Linked DNA regions of Sus scrofa: regions 1 and 2 are each linked to region 3. A link is a contact called in public Hi-C data. All regions are on one chromosome and are shown on one strand. The core of a region is the stretch at or near the end of the contact, and the rest is flanking DNA. Distances in the headings are between cores, read along the strand shown.

What was found. A called contact is a pair of places that touch in the nucleus more often than the background predicts.
Region 1: a Hi-C map of alveolar macrophages shows a contact between it and region 3, with 1.8 times the contacts expected there. The contact joins the enhancer-like site here to the promoter of RAP1A in region 3. A contact is called at or near these places in 1 of 5 promoter capture datasets (liver), 4 of 47 Hi-C or Micro-C datasets (alveolar macrophages, brain, epiblast stem cells and 1 more) and 2 of 2 datasets of contacts at active chromatin or transcription factors (alveolar macrophages and skeletal muscle).
Region 2: a contact with region 3 is called in a Hi-C map of blood, with 1.9 times the contacts expected there. The contact joins the promoter of ADORA3 here to the promoter of RAP1A in region 3. A contact is called at or near these places in 1 of 5 promoter capture datasets (liver), 3 of 47 Hi-C or Micro-C datasets (blood, brain and epiblast stem cells) and 2 of 2 datasets of contacts at active chromatin or transcription factors (alveolar macrophages and skeletal muscle).

What each region holds. Positions count from the first base shown.
Region 1 is chr4:108,831,763-108,834,527 of Sscrofa11.1, reverse strand. All of the region lies in intron 2 of TMIGD3 (transmembrane and immunoglobulin domain containing 3), which reads right to left. Among named protein-coding and RNA genes, the nearest start is that of TMIGD3, 19 kb to the right of the region's middle. Within about 2 kb of position 1,372, at least 30 of the 83 cell types and tissues checked have an H3K27ac peak or open chromatin away from gene starts, as enhancers often do. A contact at or near this core is called in alveolar macrophages and liver, where this site is marked.
Region 2 is chr4:108,852,992-108,856,038 of Sscrofa11.1, reverse strand. It overlaps ADORA3 (adenosine A3 receptor), which reads right to left and starts at 1,739. Exons shown (of 2, transcript NM_001243435.2): 1 at 1,067-1,739. The coding sequence starts at 1,416. All of the region lies in intron 2 of TMIGD3 (transmembrane and immunoglobulin domain containing 3), which reads right to left.
Region 3 is chr4:108,749,610-108,752,380 of Sscrofa11.1, reverse strand. It overlaps RAP1A (ras-related protein Rap-1A), which reads left to right and starts at 1,429. Exons shown (of 8, transcript XM_021090035.1): 1 at 1,429-1,548.

The DNA of each region.
Region 1 (2,765 bases), core at 123-2,622, 82 kb before region 3:
CAAACAGGGTTTTCGGGCGGGCCCTTGAAAAGAATGTCATCTCTTTCCCGCCCCTTCCCATGACCGGGAGCAGAAAGGGCTGAGCCCTCAGGGAAAGACGGTGTAGAACCTGGTGGGAAAGGAGCCTCCGAGAGCACAGGAGTGATGGGAGGATAAAAGACATACATGGACCAGCTCGTGAGTGTGCGCGTGTGCGTGTGCACACATGCGCGCGCATGGCCTCGATGCCGTGACATCTTCCCTCCTTCTCCGCCCCTATTTGCTCTCCCATCACTTTCTGCTCATCTAGGAGCCAGAGTATAAAGACAATGAACAGTCAAGACTCTCTAGAAGGAAAACACAACACAGCTGTCAGGAAACCCAGGGACCTGAATGTCAAGGGAACACCCAGCTCACAGGAAATTATAGTGTCAGGCTCTCAGGACTACATTCGGGAGCCTGGCTCGGCTCCCCATCAGCTTCATGGTTCAACCTTTCTGTCCCACGATTTCCCCATTTGTATTTCTTAATATATTTTTAGAGCCACACCCACAGCATATAAAAGTTCCCAGGCTAGGGGTCCAATGGAGCTACAGCTGCCAGCCTACACCCCAGCCACAGCAATGCAGGATCCGAGCCACATCTGCAACCTACACCACAGCTCTCAGAAACGCCGGATCCTTAACCCACTGAGCGAGGCCAGGGATCAAATCTGCCACCTCATGGTTCCTAGTCCGATTCGTTTCCGCTGCGCCATGACGGGAACTGCTGATTTCCTCATTTTTAAAATGACGAAGATAACATCCATTTTACCAAGTCATTTTGAGGCTGAAATGAATTAACCTTCGTCAAACACCCCCACCAGTGCCTGACACCAGAAAAGCTCTGAGTAAATGTCACCTATTATTATCATTGTATTTAAATGTACTCTACTCCCCCACCTCTAAACCCCAGTTTCCTTTTGTGTCAACTCCAGAAAGCTTCATCTGTTGAAAGAGAAACCGCAGAAAAACTATCACAGAGGTCTAGCAGAAGAAACAATTTATCATTTTTAGAAATTTTGCCGGAAGAGAGGGTCTGAGCCATTTCAGGGACCATCTGATTAGATCCTGCAAAGCAAGAGGCACAGAGATCCCTCTGGACTTTTGAAATCAGATGGGCATTTATTCAACACATTCCTGCACGGGGTAGTTTACAAGATGAAACTAACACGGCCAAGGGACCCAGCAATCCAGGAACTTCCCACTTAAAATGGTCATCAGAGGCAGGACTAATGTCAAGGTGAATTGAAGGTCAGGTCTTGAATGTTCCTTGTTTTACTGAAAGTCATGATTCACATACTCACTGAGGCTTCATGCTACTTGAAGGCTGATCACTCCTGGTCAGGATGTACTTGTTTTCTAGACGTTACCACATGAGACTGACTAGTATTTCCTTCTCCAGACCGATGTGTCCTGTGGGGTGTCTCCAAAAGAGGAGAATCAAAAAGGAATAAAAACGAGGCTGGCCGTGGAGCCATAGAAATCCAGCTGTCTTCTCCCAGCTTCTGGACACACAACGGCTTCATTGTGTATGGAGAAAAAAAAAAAAAAAAATGGAACTGAAGCTTTCCTGCAAGCATTTTTGAACTTGGACCTCCAGTGCATAGATTAGCAGAGCCAGCTCCCAGCCCAGGCACCCCCTCCTCTTCTCCTCTCCTCTCCATCTTTGCAAGAGAATTCAGTTCCATTTAAGTCCAAGGGACACGGCAAAAACAGCCCTCCAAACAGCACTTCCATTTTTGGCAATGGGATCCTTCAGACAGTGAGCAATAGCCCTTCAGCTCGCAGGCCCTTCAGATTCTGAACCTTGTACACGAGTTTCCTCTGCTCACTTCAGAGATGGGCCTAAAGAGGTGGGGTTCACTCTGCAGTCATTTTTTAAGGCAAAAAACCCACACATACCAGCAAAAGGAACGGAGTCACTGATTTTTAACACCAGAAGGACATTGTCCAGCACCAATCAACGCTCCCATTTTTCAGATGAAGAAACTGAGGCCCAAGAGGTTAACAACTCAAGCAGCACTTTGAGAGGCATCCCCAGGACAAACCATCTTAGGACACTGGAGAGGCTACAAGCCACGCCCTCGTCACCCTATTTACTTGCATTATTAACTTGCTATTAACACATACGAGTCAATTGTTTTATCGTCAGTCCTGTACTCAGGAAAAGGAAGCAAAACTTAACACTATAAGAGTTCATAGGGGCTGGTTATTTTTCTTTTCCCTGAATTCACCACATCTCTCATACACCTCATCCCTGGCCATGAAATAATAAAGCATTCTTTTTGTCACTTTGGTTCAAACTTTTAGTCACGGTCATGACTTTTTGACGCACCGAGCGCTGTTAATTATTCCTTTGAATGGTTCGTCTATCTCTCAGCGGACATTTATCATCTGCTGTGAGCCAAGAACTATCCCTTTCCACCGGGATACCTTCCTTTGCTCTGTGTTCCTTCTGTCCTCACCGCAATCCCAGGTTTTATCCCCTTCCAACTGATTAGCATTTGCAAGAACGACCGGGCTGCCTCCAGACCAACTTCTCTGTCTCCAACATGTCAAGACTGATGAATTTCCCTTGAACGATTCCTGGTCCTGCTGGCCTTCGGCTCCTCGGCCTACAGCTGCTTTCTTCCTATTATGCGCCAACGCAGGTCCGATTTCTTCCCCCTGGTTTTCACACTTTCCTGTAATCACCTTAGCGCTCCCAATATATTTCCCCACTATTCTCACCTAACTCTTCCTGAA
Region 2 (3,047 bases), core at 490-2,989, 100 kb before region 3:
GATTTTCCAGTACTATGGCCTCAGTAGACTTTCTCTCAATGAAATCTCATGACAAACGGGAGGTATTTTTATGATAATGTCCATTTGGTGGATGGTAATGGCACCACAGTAGTTAACCGCTACCATTGACTGAGTCTAGACTGTGTCCCGGGCATATTTCAAAGAGCTTTACCTGCATTGACTCACTTGATCTTATGAGGCAGGTGCAATTATCATCCTCATTTTATCATTGAAAAAAAAAAAAATGAAACAGACCAGCTAAGCAGCTTGTACAAGCTAAGAGTGGTGGAGCTAAAACTGGAAAGAGGTAAGTCTATGTTCAGAGCAGTTTGACCACTATGCTGAGGAAGTGAGGCAGAAAAAGGTGAATAACTGGCCCAAGATCAGACCTCAAGATCTGGGATTTGAAGCCAAGTCGGTGGCTTCCTCACCATGCACTTCCCACAAGAGAAGAGGAGAGACAGAGACCAGTGCAGCTCAGGACATCTGGGGAATTCGGTTTCTCTATCTGGCAGTCTGTTCTGTTCACATGGGCACACGAGAGGTTGTTACTACTTTCTGCCATGGAGAACTTTTTGGGCTCCATTCTCAACATGGAAGAGGAAGCAAAGTTAAGATAGGTTTAAAATAACCTACATTTGCAAAGAGCAAAACCATCAGTTTATCTCTTCTTCTTCTCTGTCTGCTTATCTTATCATCTGGTATGTTTCTGTCATTTCTAAAAATCAAGAGCATTTTTCACTATTTAAAGATGCATCAAGCTTTTATCATCCTTAGCCCCCCCACCCCCCTGGGATTCGAGCACTTCACTCCCATAGTTGGTGCGCGGGGTGGGGGTGGAGATGGGGGTGGTGCGGTCAGAGTGTCCTCTGCTTTCTAGTTCCTGAGCCTCAGCTCGTCCTTGCTAAACCCTCATCACACACCAAGCGGGGAGAAGAACCTCTTTCAAGCTCAGAGGCCAGTTTGGATTGGTTTCCACTCAAAAAGTCCAGGATCTGAACGTTGTAACCCCCTTCCCCAGGCACCCCTCGCACTGCTGCACGGCACCCCTCTTCAACCTAGTTACCTGACCGTGAGCTTGACCCGCAGGTATCGGTCCACGGCAATGGCTAGCAAGGACATGATGGAGGCGTGGGTGAAGATCAGCAGCAGGCAGGTCATGAGAAGGCAGCTATAAAAGTGGATCGTGACACCCAGGCTGACGACGATGGCCAAAGGCATGACCAGCACCCCAACAGCGATGTCAGCCAGGGCAAGGGAGACAATGAAATAGAAGGTGGTGGTCTTCAGGCTGGGGTTCAGCTTGACCACCCAGATGACCAGCACGTTGCCCACTATGGCGCAGAGCCCGATGAGAATCTCCACAGTGATGTAGGCCACACTGGCCAATGACACAGCAGTGCTGTTGACCAGCATCTTGCTCTCCAAGAGGAGCCTCCCAGGGGACAGATGTGCCCGCAGGATCCGCGTGGACCAGGGAGCCTAGCTCTTGCCCGACATCTTGCCAGAGTCCAGGGGCAGCAGCTGCAGTCCAGAACTCACCACTGGCCCATTCCTTCTCTGCGCTGGTGGAACCCCCTCTCTTGAAAGAGAGCCCATCACCGGGCCATCACTTCCAGCCCCGACATGGGCTACACGTCCCCGAGTTCCCAGAAGCCTGGAGGACAGTTCTGTGTGGGCCGAATGTGAAAGTGCCACGGCTCTCAGTTCCCCCACCTCCAGAGGGCTACTCGAGCTCCATCGAGATAAGCAGTGCTCTTCAGTGCTGTTTCAGGAAGTGAGATGGGCCAAGAGGAAGCCCAGAGCCAGGAGCCCTCGGCGAGAAGATGGAAAGAACGGGGTCGGGGTGGGGGGGGGATGTGTGTGGCATGAAGGAGGCTCAGCCTTCATTTACTCGGGGACCGGATAAGAATGTCACACTGGGTGGGAGAGGGGCTGGAGCACTGACTATGTCATGTTCTCGTTTTCTGCTAGCTTAGCAGAAAGATCCCGTGATAAGGACGTAAACAGAACATGCAGAGGAACAAGAAGTGGACATTGGTGGCAGGCTCTTAACCTCAGCCAGAATGGGCTGTTTCTGAGTGCAAGCTACAGACTGACAATCTGTGTCTACTCGAAGCTCACACGTTGAAATCTGCCCCTCAAGGTCAAGGCATTTGGAAGTGGGAGCTTTGGGAGGTTACAGGGTCATAAAAGGTCTTCATGAATGAGATTAGTGTCCCTTTAAGAGAGACCCACAGAGCTTTCTTGCCCCTTCCACCATCTATGTACAGGAAGTGGGCTCACACCAGACACGGGTTCTGCTGGGGACTTATCTTGGACTTCCCAACTTCCAGAGCTATAAGTAATAAATGTCTCTTGTTTCTAAGCCACTTAGTGTTGGGTATTTGGTTATATCAGCCCAGATGGATGACACAGTGCATAACGGCAAGTGCTGAGAATTCACCCACATGAATTGACCCTTCCCGGGGCACAGCTGGAACCCAGGCTTTGGATCAAAGATCTTTCGCCAAAGGGACAAATTAAGATGCCCTGTTTGGATGAGCAAAATGTGAACACCTCCCGTGAGCATCACATCTTTGGCGCCTCATCTCCCCTTCTCAGCCCACACACCCAGCACGCCCTCACGCTAGCAACCAGACCGTGTCAAAGCTATGTGAGGGACAAGAGGACAACAGGATGACCAGCCACACAGAAAGGAAGGAAGGGGCAACAGGTGCACATAATCGGGGCACACCTCCTGCCCTCCTGCCCCGAGCCCCGCCCTGCAGGAACAGCTGTCTGTCTGGGAATCTGACCCTCTCCCCGAAGCTGCTCACCTGGTCTCAACTGCTGGGAATGAGACCCTGGAATGCAGTTGTGTTGCAGGGTCCCTGAGGGTCACGTGCTTCTCAGTGCTGCCCCTCGAAGAGTTATTGAGAGAGACAGCCAAAGCAACAGTGGCACCCTAGCTCACACAGTGGACGGAAGAGTTTATAATATTGACGTTAAGCACCAATCTATGTACAGCCCAAAATAAAGTTTGACAATCATGCGAGTGCTGCTCT
Region 3 (2,771 bases), core at 180-2,679:
CATCTGTGCTTCCCTGTTGTGTATTTTACACACATGAGCCATGGTAACTTTGAAAATTGTGAATCAGATGTGGTCATTCCTCTGCTCACCCTCCCATGGCTCTCTGCTGCTCTTGTGACAGCCCATGAGGCTCCACTGGACCTGACCTCTTCTTCCGCACCTCTCTCAGCCCAACTACTACTACTCTCTGGCTAGCTGATCACCCCAAGCCATTCTGGCCATTTGTTGTTCTTGCTACATGCTCGGCTGTTCCCAACTCTGAGCTTAAGGCCAGAGATTTTCTTTCAGCTTATAAGGTCTCCCCTATGCCTTCTCCCCTCCCACATATTTTCTAAGCCCACTCCTTCATATCATACACTATGGGCTCAAAGGTCTCCTCTGAGGGGCAATATCTGGCCATCTATAAAGTCACTCCATTCCTGGCTTTATTTTTCTTCACACCACTTATCACTTCCTGAACTTTTTTTTTTTTTTTTGGTTTTTTTTTGCCATTTCTTGGGCTGCTCCTGCGGCATATGGCGGTTCCCAGGCTAGGGGTCTAATCGGAGCTGTAGCCACCAGCCTACGCCAGAGCCACGCAACGTGGGATCCGAGCCGTGTCTGCAACCTACACCACAGGTCACGGCAACACCGGATCCTTAACCCACTTAGCAAGGCCAGGGACCGAACCCGCAACCTCATGGTTCCTAGTCGGATTCGTTAACCACTGCGCCACGACGGGAACTCCAAAAGAGATTTTTTTTTTTTTTTTTTTTAGTTTTTGGATTTTATAGAGCCGCAGATACATCGTATGGAAGTTCCCAGGCTGGGGGTCTAATTGGAGCTGTAGCTGCTGGCCTATGCCACAGCCACAGCAATGCCAGATCCCAGCCTTGTCTGTGACCTACCGCTCAGCTCATGGCAATGCCGCATCCTTAACCCACTGAGCGAGGCCAGGGATCGAACCTGCGTCCTCACCGTTACTAATCAGATTTGTTTCCCTGAACCAAGATGGGGACTCCACTTTCTGAAATTTTTGTTCTACTTGTTTGTTTCAGTCTCCTCTCTCCCACTAGAATGCAAGCTCTACGAGGGCCTTTACTTGCCAATGGCATTATTCCCTGTGCCTGTCACATATGAGATGTTCAATTAGTACTTATCAAAAGGTTGTATTCCGTCCAAAATTCTATTACTCCAGAATCTTCGGACTATTCCTCATTTCCTTTCCGCACCCAACCGCCCAAGGCAAAACCGTAACTCCCGCTCCTCTCCTCAGGTCATAACTCTCCCGGTTCGTAACTCTCGCATCCCTTCCTGCGCGGCCCCTTTAAGCGGACTCCGGAACGCCAAAAGGAAGGCGGGGCCGAAACCTTGCCGACGCCGACTCGGAGGGGCGGGGCGGGACTTGGGGGCGTGGCCTGCGTGCTGCGTGCGTGCGCGTTCTGGAGGCGCCGCCGCCGCTCTCGAGGCCGCTGCCGCCGCCGTCGCCGCGCAGAGCCGGAGCAGGAGCCACGGCCGAGTGGAGGGAGGAGGAGGAGGAGGAGGTGGAGGAGGCGCCGGACCGGGGGGGTGAGTGAGGGGCGGGGAGCCGGAGCCGGCCTCAGAAGGAGCGGGGGGCGCGGGTCGGCCGAGCCGGGGCTGAGGCGGCTCCTGTTGCCGGTCAGTCCCCTGGCTCCCCCTTCCTCCTCTGCGTTCCCTCGGTGTCCGGGGCGGCGGCCCGGGGCCTGGCCGGCGGGAGGGGCCAGGACTTGGGGAGGCCCGGCCGCCGCCGCCGGGGCCAGAGCCAACCACGCCCGCGGACCGAGCCGGTGGACTGTGGCTGGGCCTGCGGGAGAGGGACGGGAGGGGCCCGGGCCGGGTGTGGGAGAGAAAGAGGACATTGTGTCCCCCACCCTCCAACTCCCCGAGGTGTCATGGCACAAGCCTATTTCCCTCGCCATCTCCCCGGACACAGTGCCCTCGCCCCTCACTGCCCGAGGGAGGTAGAAGATTGGACATCGCTGCCTTTTTCTTCTTGCGTGTCCCCAGACTAGGGTCAGATCTTCCTTCAAACCCAGCTCACCCTTTGGGGGGCAAGCACAGAGGGGGTTGGAGGGTTGGGTGAATTTTCTGTTCCTCCCTCGTCTGCTGGAGAGGTGAGGGTAGACCGGAGCAGTGTCCTCTCTGTGTTCACTTGTCAGGGTTCGGGGTCCCCCGTTCCTTTATTCCCCCAGTGCGCAGGGCTGACATCTCTACGCCCCACTCCATTTCCCAGCCCCTTTCCCGCCCTCTTTGCCCAACGTCTTCCGTGGCATGCCATGTGTTCGCCTTTTCGGGCGTTGCTTTTCTTGGGTCTCTGCTTCTTTCCTGAATTTTATTAGTGCAGAGGTCACCGTGTGATTCTTGTCTTCCTTCAAACTGGGACTGGTAGGAGTGTCTTTTGCCCCCTGGTTCAGGAAGTTAAGGACAGCGTTTTCGGCTGAATTGTGTAACTTACTGCTGTGGGGAGAACTTGAGGGGAAGACACTTGTGCCTGAAAAGTGGAATCAGCTCACGGTGCTAAGAACCAGAGTTTAGGGGACCTTTTGACCTCTTGGAAAAAGAACTAGCGTCGAGGAGTTATGTATTCCTTTTGGGGAGGGAAAATGGTTTTGTCACTGCTTCGAAGGGAGGAAGGTAGAAGAAATGAAAGAGAATAACAGGGCAGGAGGTTAATGGGTCACAGCTGTACAGGTGGCCACAGTTTTCTGCTTCCTGGGTGTGAGATGATAATTCTTTCTGTTTTTAGCACAGTTAAGAGTGAAGTATCCGCT